2 separate regions of the Drosophila melanogaster genome follow, and region 2 is linked to region 1. Evidence: chromatin contacts called from public Hi-C data. All regions are on one chromosome and are shown on one strand. The core of a region is the stretch at or near the end of the contact, and the rest is flanking DNA. Distances in the headings are between cores, read along the strand shown. Region 1 holds the start of sisRNA:CR46363 (stable intronic sequence RNA CR46363). Region 2 holds the start of NK7.1 (NK7.1,).

Region 1 (5,640 bases), core at 1,314-3,813:
CATCACAATCAAAGTGTACGCTTTGTAATTATACGCAGTAATCGGTAATTATAATAGTAATAATAGTAATCATAATAATAATAATAATAATAGTTACGCTTTCTCAGTGAATTTCTTTATTTCTGCTTGTATTTATGCCTTCGATTTTTACTTTTAGTTTTTACTTTACTTTAAATTTAATTTATTTTACTTTCCGTTTTGTTTTTTATGCTCTTTTTTTGTTTGCATTATTTTTTAGGTTTTTTTGTTTTTGTTGTTGTTGTTTCTTCTTTAATTGCTGCTTTTGTTTCAAGTTGTGTTTTGACTTAAGATTAAAATTAATTCATAATTATTACTCGTAAACATATTAATCATAAGGTAATATTAAATCAACAAATAAAATACATTTAAAATCAAGTTTATCAAAGTGAATTAAATTACTTGAAATCGAAACAATAAACGGTACGGCTCGCTATGCTTTTGCTCCTGCATTTGCATTATCTGTCTGCGTTTAACATAATCTATTGCGTTTGTAGTATTGCCGCCGTATGCATTCTTGAGGTTCTCCGCCAATCGATCCATCAGATATCTCACATGGCGGCCACTGCATCGACTGGAGTTCTGCTTTCTGTTGCGATTGTTGAATCGATTGTTGGTTGTAGTAGTTTGGGTTACTTGTTGTTGTTCTGGTTGTTCTTGCTGTTGATTGTTGATTGTTGTTGGTGTACGAATTGTTGCTGCTGTTGTTATTGTAGTTGCTCTTGTTGTTGTTGTTGTTATTATTATTATTATTGTTGTTGGTGTGTTTGTAGTTGTTGCATTGTTGTTTCAGCTCATTTTCACGCGTTTCCTTGGTGGTCCAATTGGTGGGATTTGTTGTGTTGCGAGCGCACGAAATGCCTCCGCTATCAAATGTGAATGTGTTGTGATCATATTTTGCCAGCCGGAGGTTTCCATCACATCGGTGGCATGACTGTAAATCGAGTAAAATCATCGGTTAGCCAACTGATTGGATAAGTAAGTCCATGTTATAACTTACGTATTTATGAAATCTATCGTTTGTGCTTTCAATTGATCCGCACTGTGGAGATCAGCTAATATTAGGGTTTCGGCTGCTGTTTCTACAGAGAGATTGACGCACAGCGCCTCCTCGCACATCACTTTCAGCTTTTCGAGTGCATACTGCAATATAGATGAGATCTTTGATAAAGTAAACCATTTTAAATCGCGCAATTCGATGGCAAACTCACCTTATCAGCAGCCGCTAGGAGATCATCAGCCATTTTTTCTAGATTGGGCGCCTTGCCCGTGTATATGAATCGCAGCATTTCTTTAAGAACCTCATGATCCACATCGGTTATGGCGACACGATTCAACTTTCGCTCCTCCATCTCATGCTCGAACATGGCCGCAAAGACATCGCTGCGCGCTGCAAGTAAAAAGAAATGTATAATAATTACTATATGGTAATGGGATTTAAGACAAATACTCGTCAAATAAACAAGTATATGCTATGGTTTGGTCTGCTGATCTGTTGATCTGGTCTCTTACCTGCCAATATGGCCTTGTGCGCCTGGAACTCTCGACCGCCCACGGAGAGCGTGACGTCGCTGAACTTCTCGTTGTCAAATAGATTGCCAAGATCCTCGGACAGCTTGCATTCGGGCACTTTGAACTGCACGATATTGGATTGTCCGGAGATGTTCACGCTGTCCGCCACGACGCTGACCTCGCAGAAGATGGTCAGCTTATCCTCCGGCAGCAGGCCGTTGGCCTCGTCCAGCAGGAAGTCTCGTCGGATGAACTTCTTGAAGCCCCAATCTTTGCCCTGCACAAAACGATAAGCTCTGCGGGAGGTGAATACATGTTTTAGTCGATGATCACAATTTGTTTATGTTTAAAACAGATTGCCGTACATACCTTTGGGATTCCATTGCTTTGGTTTCCTCACGCTTCGCATTCAGTATGGAAAATTTGAACTTGGCTCTGACTTCTGATTTATTACACGAAACTAACAGTAAATATAAAGAAAGGTAATCCTTGCTCTCCTCGTCGAGACCCTTGGGGTTAACCCGTAAACACCTGTGCGGCACAACAACAAACGAATTAGTATCGTATGGATCAGTGGATCGTATGATTTATCAACTCACCATTTTAGTTTGTCATTAGCACCGGCTGAGAATGTGGACGATTTGAGTACCTCACCCATTTCTTCCCGACAAAAACTAAAGTTATTTATGGTCCACATATAACTAAATTTAACCACTTTGACCTGCGAATGAAACGTATAGGGGGGTTAATATATATATATATATATAATTTCCCACGTAAATAGTGCCACAAACTTATCCGGTTTCCTACACCTGAGCCGCCACTCAACAGTCAACACACCTGTACCTGTGCACTCGCAACGGAAATGCACTTACCGCCTTTACAACCATATGGACTCTCGTTTTACAATATTTGTGAAATCCGATCGGTTCGCTGCTGGCTGGCTGGCTGGCTCAGTTGTTTGCAAATCCATAGGAATGCCAAAAAACCCAGCGACAGGGATGTGGAAACCTAATCCGTTCATGGGATCTGGATGCACTTACCTGCGTGTAGCACCAGTTCTCGGCAACTGGCGTATTAACTTCCGGCAAGGGCGGCGATGGTACACGGCTGACCGCCATCGTGCTACTGGATGCGTGCAGGTTCGAGGTGACTCTAGCTGTTTGGCTTGCCTGACATTCGTTCACCGGCAATCTGCAAGGAATTCGCAAAAAGTGTAAATGATCGGAATTAGTACGGAATAACAGAGGATGCAGCTAATCAAAGCTTAACTATGATGAGTTTACTACTAGAACTTAAATGAACTATTGATCTCTTAGGCACATCATTAAAGTGTATAGAATGCGAAGTGGGGGTCACCTTGGCTCTTGTATGAGATCCATGATGCTGCGCTCGAACTCAACTTTGACGAAATTACTGTCGGAATTCGAGTTCCTGGCCAAAAGATTGAGCAGTTTCAACAGCAGCGAGTTCTCCAGCTTGCCGCCCGTTGAAATTAACACACAAAGTCACACGAAATAGTTAAATCGCGCAAAAATTATTCCTTTTGGAGGATTTAGTGATTTTTTTTTGCTTTGCTAATTAAAACGATGGACGAGACACAGACGCATGGACAAGACGACGAAACGAAATGCGCCAAAAAGTGGAGCGTTCATAATGGCTGAAGAACAATGGTTCTCAAGGTCCGTTATTCCGCACAGATATCGGAGATTAGATCCAATCCCAGATAAAGATAATGACGAAGTTAGAGCTTTCGAAGCTTTCCGTTTGCATTCAGCGATTGTCAGAAGTTAAGCAGCCGCAAAAAAAATAGAAATATGATTTAAAAACGTTAAAAATATCACAAGGAAAACACGCACAACCGTTGCGCAGGAGCAGCAGTGGAAAACTGACTGATGGACACGGAAAATCTCGGCAGGCAGAAGGATTTAGGAGCGCTGCAGATGACAGCAAACAATGGACCAGGAAAATGTTGGCCAGGAGTGGAAAATTGACAAACAATGGGTCAGTCAGCCAGTCGCTGAGCGGAGGGTGAAGGTGAATGTGAATGTGAATGTGAACGTGAGCTACTCACTCACCTTATAAAGGTGCAAGATGGTGAGAGGGAGAGGGAGATGAAGAGAGGGGAGTGGAGGAGGATGGGCAGAAGGATCTGCTGATGCACAAAAGCAACAATAACACAGTCCTTACAGACACATGTGTGTGTGTGTGTGTGTGCGCAGATGCAGATGCAAGACGGCAAATGGCAGAGGAAACGGCTTTCTTACACAGAGAGAAAAACAAAACAACACTCAGTGAAAAATCTAAAAAAAAATTCCTATTAATTTTCAGCTTAAGTTAATATTATGTAGAATATTTAAATAATTTGAAGTGTACACTTTTTAGTTATAATTAAAAACCATTAAGACTTGTAAATATATCATATTTGTTAGTAAACCGTATGCAGGGTGGCAGTAATCCATTTCCGTACGTTTAAGGACATTCAATTAGGATTCATCGATCTGAGAATTTTCGCTGTGCAGATGCAAGGCGTGGAAAATGTCGGAAAAATCTGTGCAAGGCTGCGGCACACGAGCGATTTACAGCTCAGCTCAGCTCGACAAGGTTGAGATTTTCAAGGTGCTGCCCGTTTTCTGCGGCTGCTGGCGATTTGATGGCCATCATCAAATCCAGCTGAAGGACCTTCAATGGGCCTCGTGTGTGCGAGTGTGTGTAACAGTGTGATTGTGAGTGTTAGTGTGAGCCATCAAAAGGTTGACGCAGCTCGTCAAGGTGAACAAACCGTAGACCGCGTTTTTAGCACTCAGTAAAGCCGCTTTATTCAATTTTTAGTGAGTGTGCCTTAGTGTTAATGACATTGATTTGGCATTGGGGCCTCAAGCTCCCTCTCTCTCTCCCTCTCGCTCTTTCTCTCTATTCCCCACTGTATCCAAAATACACCCATCCCTGTCGCTCTTTTTGGAAACCAAGGGCCTCTGGAGGCAAACATTTTTGTTTTGTTATGACATTGAAATTCATTTGTTTGGCGCCACAAGGCGAATGACAAAATCACAGAAGTTTGAGCACAAGAAGGTTGAGCTTGGGTAAATGAGTAGAAGTAGTAGTCAAGAACCTGATAATCGAATAAAGCTGGGCAAAGGTGAAAAGCATGACTCATAGAAGACAAAACGCCATTGAATAGGAGTAAGTATAAGTATTTATGTGGGATTAAAGATATTGTATACAGCAATCTAATGAATAACATTCTATTCTTTTCTTCATTTCCTTCATAATACACTGACCATAGGAAACTATAGTATTAACTCTGTTTGAATGTAAATAAATGGAAATTGTTTGGCAAACACACACCTAGACACAAATCCCACCGATTCCCGTGGTCATGCGCCATTCGATTTGCTTACTTAGCCAGCAAAAACCATTAGTTCTGCTGCAGAACAAACCCACATAGCGAGCGAGTGTGGTCCAAAGGACCCAAAAGATCTTAGGGCCAAAAGGCATCGAGACAAACATCCGACAGCTGGGATGCAACGAATGCAGTTGGTCATGGATCGGGCAGGAATCTTGGGAATAGTAGGTAGAACTCATCTCCGCGGGAGATCGCCCATTTGTGTGGTGGGCTCCTCGATCAACATGGATGTGCATTTATGACAAATGAAGGAGGAGCACGCGTTAAAACATTTAATAAATCGCTTTAGTTCGGGAAAGCGGGTTTTTTTTTTTGACCAGCTGCTCGATCATTGGGGTATAAAAATGAAAGAAAGATTTTGGCTTTTCACTGCAAAAAAAAAATAAAAAAAATGAAGGAAAAGTTATATAATTTGGCAGCGACTCGCTTTGGCGCTTTCCACACTTCCGGCAACTTTTCATTAGCATTTAAATGAAATTTGATAAAGGCAGCAACAACAAAAGGCAATAATAAACGAAACGAACAACAACAACAACTGCACAACCGACACCGAAAATTGTGAAAATTTTTCATTTTTTTTACAACAAATTATCGCATGGCTTTTCACTTGGCGTTTTCACCAACAACAAAGGCTCCTTTCACTCGCCGCCTAAACTACAACAACGAACACAACAACAAATGAGTTGAGTGAAAAACGCTTTTCA
Region 2 (5,640 bases), core at 1,252-3,751, 400 kb after region 1:
GGCTTAATTGTATCTCGTTGCGAACGATGAAGTGTGTGTGTGCGAAGCTCATAAATTCAAATTCACGATGTTGCTGTTGCTGGCCCGCTTGCAACATGTTGCTGGGGTGTCTTTATTAAATGCTGAATGTGTTTTATTGCTTTGATTGCTGCTGCCGCAGCACGTCGTCTCCGAGCACTTGGAGAAAACTTAAGTATTTGCTTGATAAATAGTTATGTACTTTAAGATACATTTTAAATCTGGCTTTAGAGATAGAGTTTTAAAAAGATGTGTTGAATGATATTGCTATGCATTTTGCCCATTTGTTTTGACAGTTTTTGTTGGTTTTTTTTCCAAGTGCACCGCTTTCTGCACTGCGAATTGCCGACGTTGCCTGACTTTGAGTTTGTTTTTAATTCTCTATAATTGAGTTATATGTACATACTTTAATAAGTCGGTGGATGCTGCCGCTGTTGCGCTGCGGAGTTCATGTTGCTGCCGTTCGTGGATGTTGCTGCTGTCGTTACCGCTGGTTGTTGCGACGGCGTTTAGCGCTAATTAATGCTGAGCCAACGGCTTTTCAATGGTTTTTATTGCTTTCGGCCATTCGGTTCGCTGGCTTTGTCTTTCTCCTCTTAATTGCTCACCGAGATTTATTATTTGATTAATTATTGAGATTTCGTTGCCATATTCACCGCTCACATTTCGAATCGCTTCGTTTCGTTTCGTATCGTATCGTATCGCTACGTTCCGTCTTCGCTACTCTTTCCAATTTCTTTAAAAGCTTTTGCTTTTGCTGTTGTTGGCAATAATTGGTGTATAATTTCATTTCCTGAGAACGTCGCTTTGGGTCACCGCACACACAAAAGCCATTCATTGTCTTTACAGGAATGTCGTAATTCAATTTGTGTTGTTAGTCAGCAGTGTGAGATTGTGTGCGTGCCTCTTTCTTTTTTTTTCAGTTTTTTCAGTTTTTTTTTTTTTTTTTGCTTTCCGATTTTATTAATAATAATTATAAGCTATAAGAGGGGCGACAGCTCAATTAGCTACAAGGGTGCGATTATTAATGGGCGATGTTATGCTATTGATAAGGCCAATTACTCATGATTGCCATATTTATTTTTAGGTTATCGCGAGCGTTCTATATATTCGCGAAATGATTAATGCCGCCGTCAATTGTGGTCAAACAGTCAAACAACGAAAATTTGCCGCAATCCGAGAAAAACCAAGCCTCTGAATGAACTCTCCCCTCAGATTTCAAGATCTCAAGAGCAACAGTTTAAGCTCGGGCTCCGGCTCAGTCCAGCATCATTAGGGAAGTGAAGCCACAATAACAATGGACTGGACTATGAGTGCCCTGATTGCTCATTTAAATTCTACGGGCTGCAAATTGAATTGAATTGGATATTCGCTGAAAAGGGATTGAAAAGGGCAGCGGCGGCGAACTAAAAATAACTGCGAAAATATGAAACGAGAAATAACATCAACAAGATGCTGATGTTGCCTGCTGCCGCTGCTGCACAAGACGAAGATGAAGCAATTTAGATACACTTGAATAGAAGCACGACAAGCAAAAAAAAAAAAAAAGTCGGGGAGTCGTGGAAGTCACTTCAAATAAACACGACTACACTGAGAGAAAGTTAGATCATATTGTCGCTATTTTGAATGAGGCAATTATTGAATGACATCGTCGAATAAAACGATTGAATTGTGTTTTATGGTTTAGTTTATTGCTACTCTGAATTCTTTTATTTGTTGATAACTGACAGTATAGTTAAGAACTGAGAAGTAATCGTGTTCTACACATTTCAATTGAAATAATGATAATTTAATTTGCCTTGATTAAAGTATTTGGGGCTATTCCCGGAAACTTGCGATTCAGTAAGTTTTTTTTTTAAATCTTATTAATAAAGTAAGTTACTTTCTATATATATAGAATTTATATAGAATTTGGGGTATGGATTGATTATGGCTTATGGATTTCCCAAGAAGTATTTATATTTGGAAACAGAAATTCTGAGTACCTTATCGATTTTTATTTGATATACAAATGCGTCATTAAAAACGTGTGTTGATTTTTCATCAAGATAATTATTCAAAAACTAGTTTAGGACTTACCAAATTCTTGACGCAGGTAGTGTAATTTTGTGCTTAATTAAGAACGAAGACTTGTTCTTCAATAATTACTATAACTATTTTGATTGCAGGTTTATGACTTCCATATTGAAAATAATCCATTAAGACTGTAAAGTGGTTTGGTGTTTTTTCTCTGCACTGATGAAGTCATGTTCGAGCTGAATGCAAAACAAATTGTGCGTTGCATGGGGTGCGGGCTAGGATGCAGCTCGATTCTGATGCTGATGATGGCGATGATGGTGATGATGCTAGCACACACAAAAAAGTGCCTTACTTTGGGCGAAGAGTTCACGAAACAAACACACGCGATGTTGCGATTGGGATTTAAGCCGAAACCGACGACCAAGGCGCTTCGGTCGTTAACGCAAAACGTCAATTTACAACTGCGAATGTGATTGTGAATGTGAATGCCCAACAGCGGCAAACAAGCTGGGCAACATTGACGCCACGGCAGCAACATGTTGCATGTTGCTACCGCTGTGAATGTTCCCGTTGCTGCCGCTTTTGTTGTTGATGTTGCTGCTGCATTGCTTGGGCTAGAGAAAAACAAAGAGTACAAGCAAATAAACTTATTATAAATATCTCCACTTAAGGAGACGCTGTGGGGGCCCCATTTATGCTGCAGACACGGCAGCAACATCGCTGCAAATGCGCACACGCAAGCTGAAATCGCTCTCGTTCAACTCACTCGGATGTACACTGGAAATATTTTGCTTCTCAAATTTGGACATTTTTAAATGTGGTTTGGTAATCCTAAAAAATAATAAATTACTGGGCAGAGATTGGTTGCAAACTTGTTTCCTTATTCCGCTTATTTCATGTTGAACGTAACTGTGGTTGTGCACATTTTTTCTTTGTGCACTGAGAGAAAAGATAGTGGAGCTGTCAAGTCGCATAAGGCAAATAGGCAACAAAAGCATTAAAAGATGACAACAACATTGCGCTTAATGGACTGCCGCATTCGCGTCTCAATTCAAAAGTGCATCTCTCTCTCTTTTGCTCTATCCCCGTCCTTGTCTCCCTTCTGTCTCTCTTTCTCACGATACGGGATTGCGACGAAGTCTTGTATCTCTGTCTAATAGCCTGTTTGCTCTTGGCCTGCGTTATAAATCCATTATAATAAAATCATTTTGTTGTTTTATTAGCTTGGCAACATGTGGCTAGCTCAATGTATCTTTCTCCATCTCTATTTCTTTCTCTCTCGCTCTCCCTGCGGTGCGGTGAGGGGCTTTGGAGTCAAGTGGCTTGGCAACATGTTGCTCGGCTCATAAATATTGCAAGTGTTTTCAATTAGCTCACATTCTGTGACTTTCATATTAAATGAGAGCGCGCCTGCTCGCTCATGTGCACTTTAAGAAAATTGACTTAATGTACTAAGATACTATGATATTTTTATAAAATAGTATAATATATTTTAGTGTATAAATACGATTCTTGTATGAGTTGTGAACACTAATATACTTAGTGATGGTAAATCAAAAACCCATTCTTGTATGTTCCATATATTTTTTGAGTGTCCAAGTGGGTGTTTGTGCGCTGGGCTTGATTTCAAATGTATATTGCATGGCGCATGTGGTGCAATTAAAAACGAAACAAAACCCAAGAATAAACTGCAGCGCAAAAGGTCAAAGTTTTTGAGGTCAGGCAAATGGCACATGGAGTTTCCCTCATCCCAGAAGGCCTGCAATCAACGCACTTCCGCAGCTAGTTTTCCTCGGCTTTCCCCATTTGCAGCCTTCTTTCCCCAACAGCCAGCCCAAAACCGAAATGTCAATGGGCCCCATTCCGATCCTGCCCCCCCATTTGTATCCATTTGGCTGCAAATATGCTGGTGCTGGTGCTGGTGCTTGTGCCTCTGATGCGAATGTGTTTGGCTGTTTGTGAAAGCAATTTCCGCTCGTGTCCGCAATTAAAAAGCAATATCATCTGGAGTCGACGTAAACACAGAATTGAATTGAATTTTTATGATGTGTTTGCTAAATGGTTGCATAAAAGCCAAATATTCCAGACAGGCTCAGGCTCAAAGTCAGATACAAATGCAGATACAGATTGAGTTTCAGATTTCAATGAAGATACAACAGATACATTTATCGTTACACTGCTATTCTGGCTACTGTAAATGCATTCAAAAGTCACAGGCGCCCAGCAAAAATTGTATCCGATTTTGTGTTTGTCCATAAATGTATATGTAGCAGAAGAAAGCAAAAACGAAAAAATAAAAACCGATGGCAAAAGAAATTGAAATAAATGGAAATGAAATGGAAATGCATTTGCCGTGACGACGAGGGGGCGCGGGTGTGGGAAAATTTACCCCTCCTTTGGCTGCCTGCCTGGGTGGCCTGTTCCGTTTTAACTCTTTTGCTCGCTTTTGCTGTCAGGCTCTTCCCTTTTCATATTTTTTCCCTTTTTTTTCACCATTTTTGCCAACGATGTCTGCGTGTGTCCTCGACCATGTGTTTCATTAGCGTATTTATGGAATTTTTATGCGCTTTGCGACATTTAAAATGTGTGAAAAATGCATGAAGGCTCAGACTCGATGGCTAAATGTATTTGCCAAATTAAATTCCATTCCAGGAGAAAGGGCGTTAATTTGATTGCAGGATGAAGGCTTGAATTCCTATTAGACATAATTGGAGCTGATGGCAGAGTTGAGTTTTCAGGTACAGTAAATAATCCAATTATGACACTTCGTCTGCTGTATCTTTATCTTTTTTTTTTAGGTATTAGCTCATTAGCTGAAAATGAAATGTAAAATACAATTGTTGAATAACGATATACCATTATTACCCAATACCAAAGCAATTATAGTTATATTCACTGTAGAATCAACTGAACTTGGGCAAATTATGTTAACCCTTAGTCGGCAAACTTCGTCCGTATTTCCCCAACTTGAATGCAAAATCGCTTGAACAATGGATCTGTTCAACCCTGTTAACCCGCTCATTAAAATCGCCTCAAACCCTGAATGGCGACAAAATAAAAGGTCTTGTCATATTTGCATAAATGTTCACTCAATAAAATGTCATAATTAAAAAGTATTTCCTCTGTTGTTGGCCCGTTGCACTTTCTGTTGCTGCTTTTTCTGCTGCCTTCAATGACCTTAATTGCTGGTGAACGTGTGGCAGCGATTCGAATGTGCCCCATGGACGAGACACCGACTGTGGCACTGTCAAATGAATAAAATTAAGTGTAGCACAGACTCTGGACTACGGACTGCCGTGCAAGAGAGCAACATCAACTGCTGGCAGGATATGTTGTTGCACTAATTGAATGTGGCATGCTGCAGCAGCAGCAGCAGCAGCAGCAGCACTCGCAGCAGCAGTGGCACCGCACAGTTTGCATCTGTATCTGTATCTGCTGCCAGTGGCGCACAAGTAGCTTCATTTTGCGTCACAATTCGCATTCGCAGTCGGTTTCAGATTCGGATTCGCATTTTAAGTGCAATGGTGCCACACACTCACTCGTACACAGGGATAACAATTGCTGCTGCTACGACTGTTGACATGGCAATGCAATAAAAGTTTG

Evidence for each region. Hi-C and Micro-C count contacts between places; a contact is called where the count stands out from the background.
Region 2: a Hi-C map of the Kc167 cell line shows a contact between it and region 1, with 2.0 times the contacts expected there. A contact is called at or near these places in 4 of 107 Hi-C or Micro-C datasets (the Kc167 cell line, cellular blastoderm embryo and eye imaginal disc).

What each region holds. Positions count from the first base shown.
Region 1 is chr3R:13,968,379-13,974,018 of dm6, forward strand. It overlaps sisRNA:CR46363 (stable intronic sequence RNA CR46363), which reads right to left and starts at 2,564. Exons shown (of 1, transcript NR_163214.1): 1 at 2,361-2,564. It overlaps rdx (roadkill), which reads right to left. Exons shown (of 9, transcript NM_169566.2): 3 at 2,574-2,724; 4 at 2,130-2,251; 5 at 1,900-2,061; 6 at 1,531-1,826; 7 at 1,230-1,408; 8 at 1,019-1,161; 9 at 247-952. The coding sequence starts at 2,651. The coding sequence ends at 808. It also overlaps asRNA:CR43460.
Region 2 is chr3R:14,370,450-14,376,089 of dm6, forward strand. NK7.1 (NK7.1,) reads right to left here and starts at 2,502. Exons shown (of 4, transcript NM_142100.3): 1 at 2,098-2,502. It overlaps lncRNA:CR44943 (long non-coding RNA:CR44943), which reads right to left. Exons shown (of 1, transcript NR_125162.1): 1 at 4,950-5,640.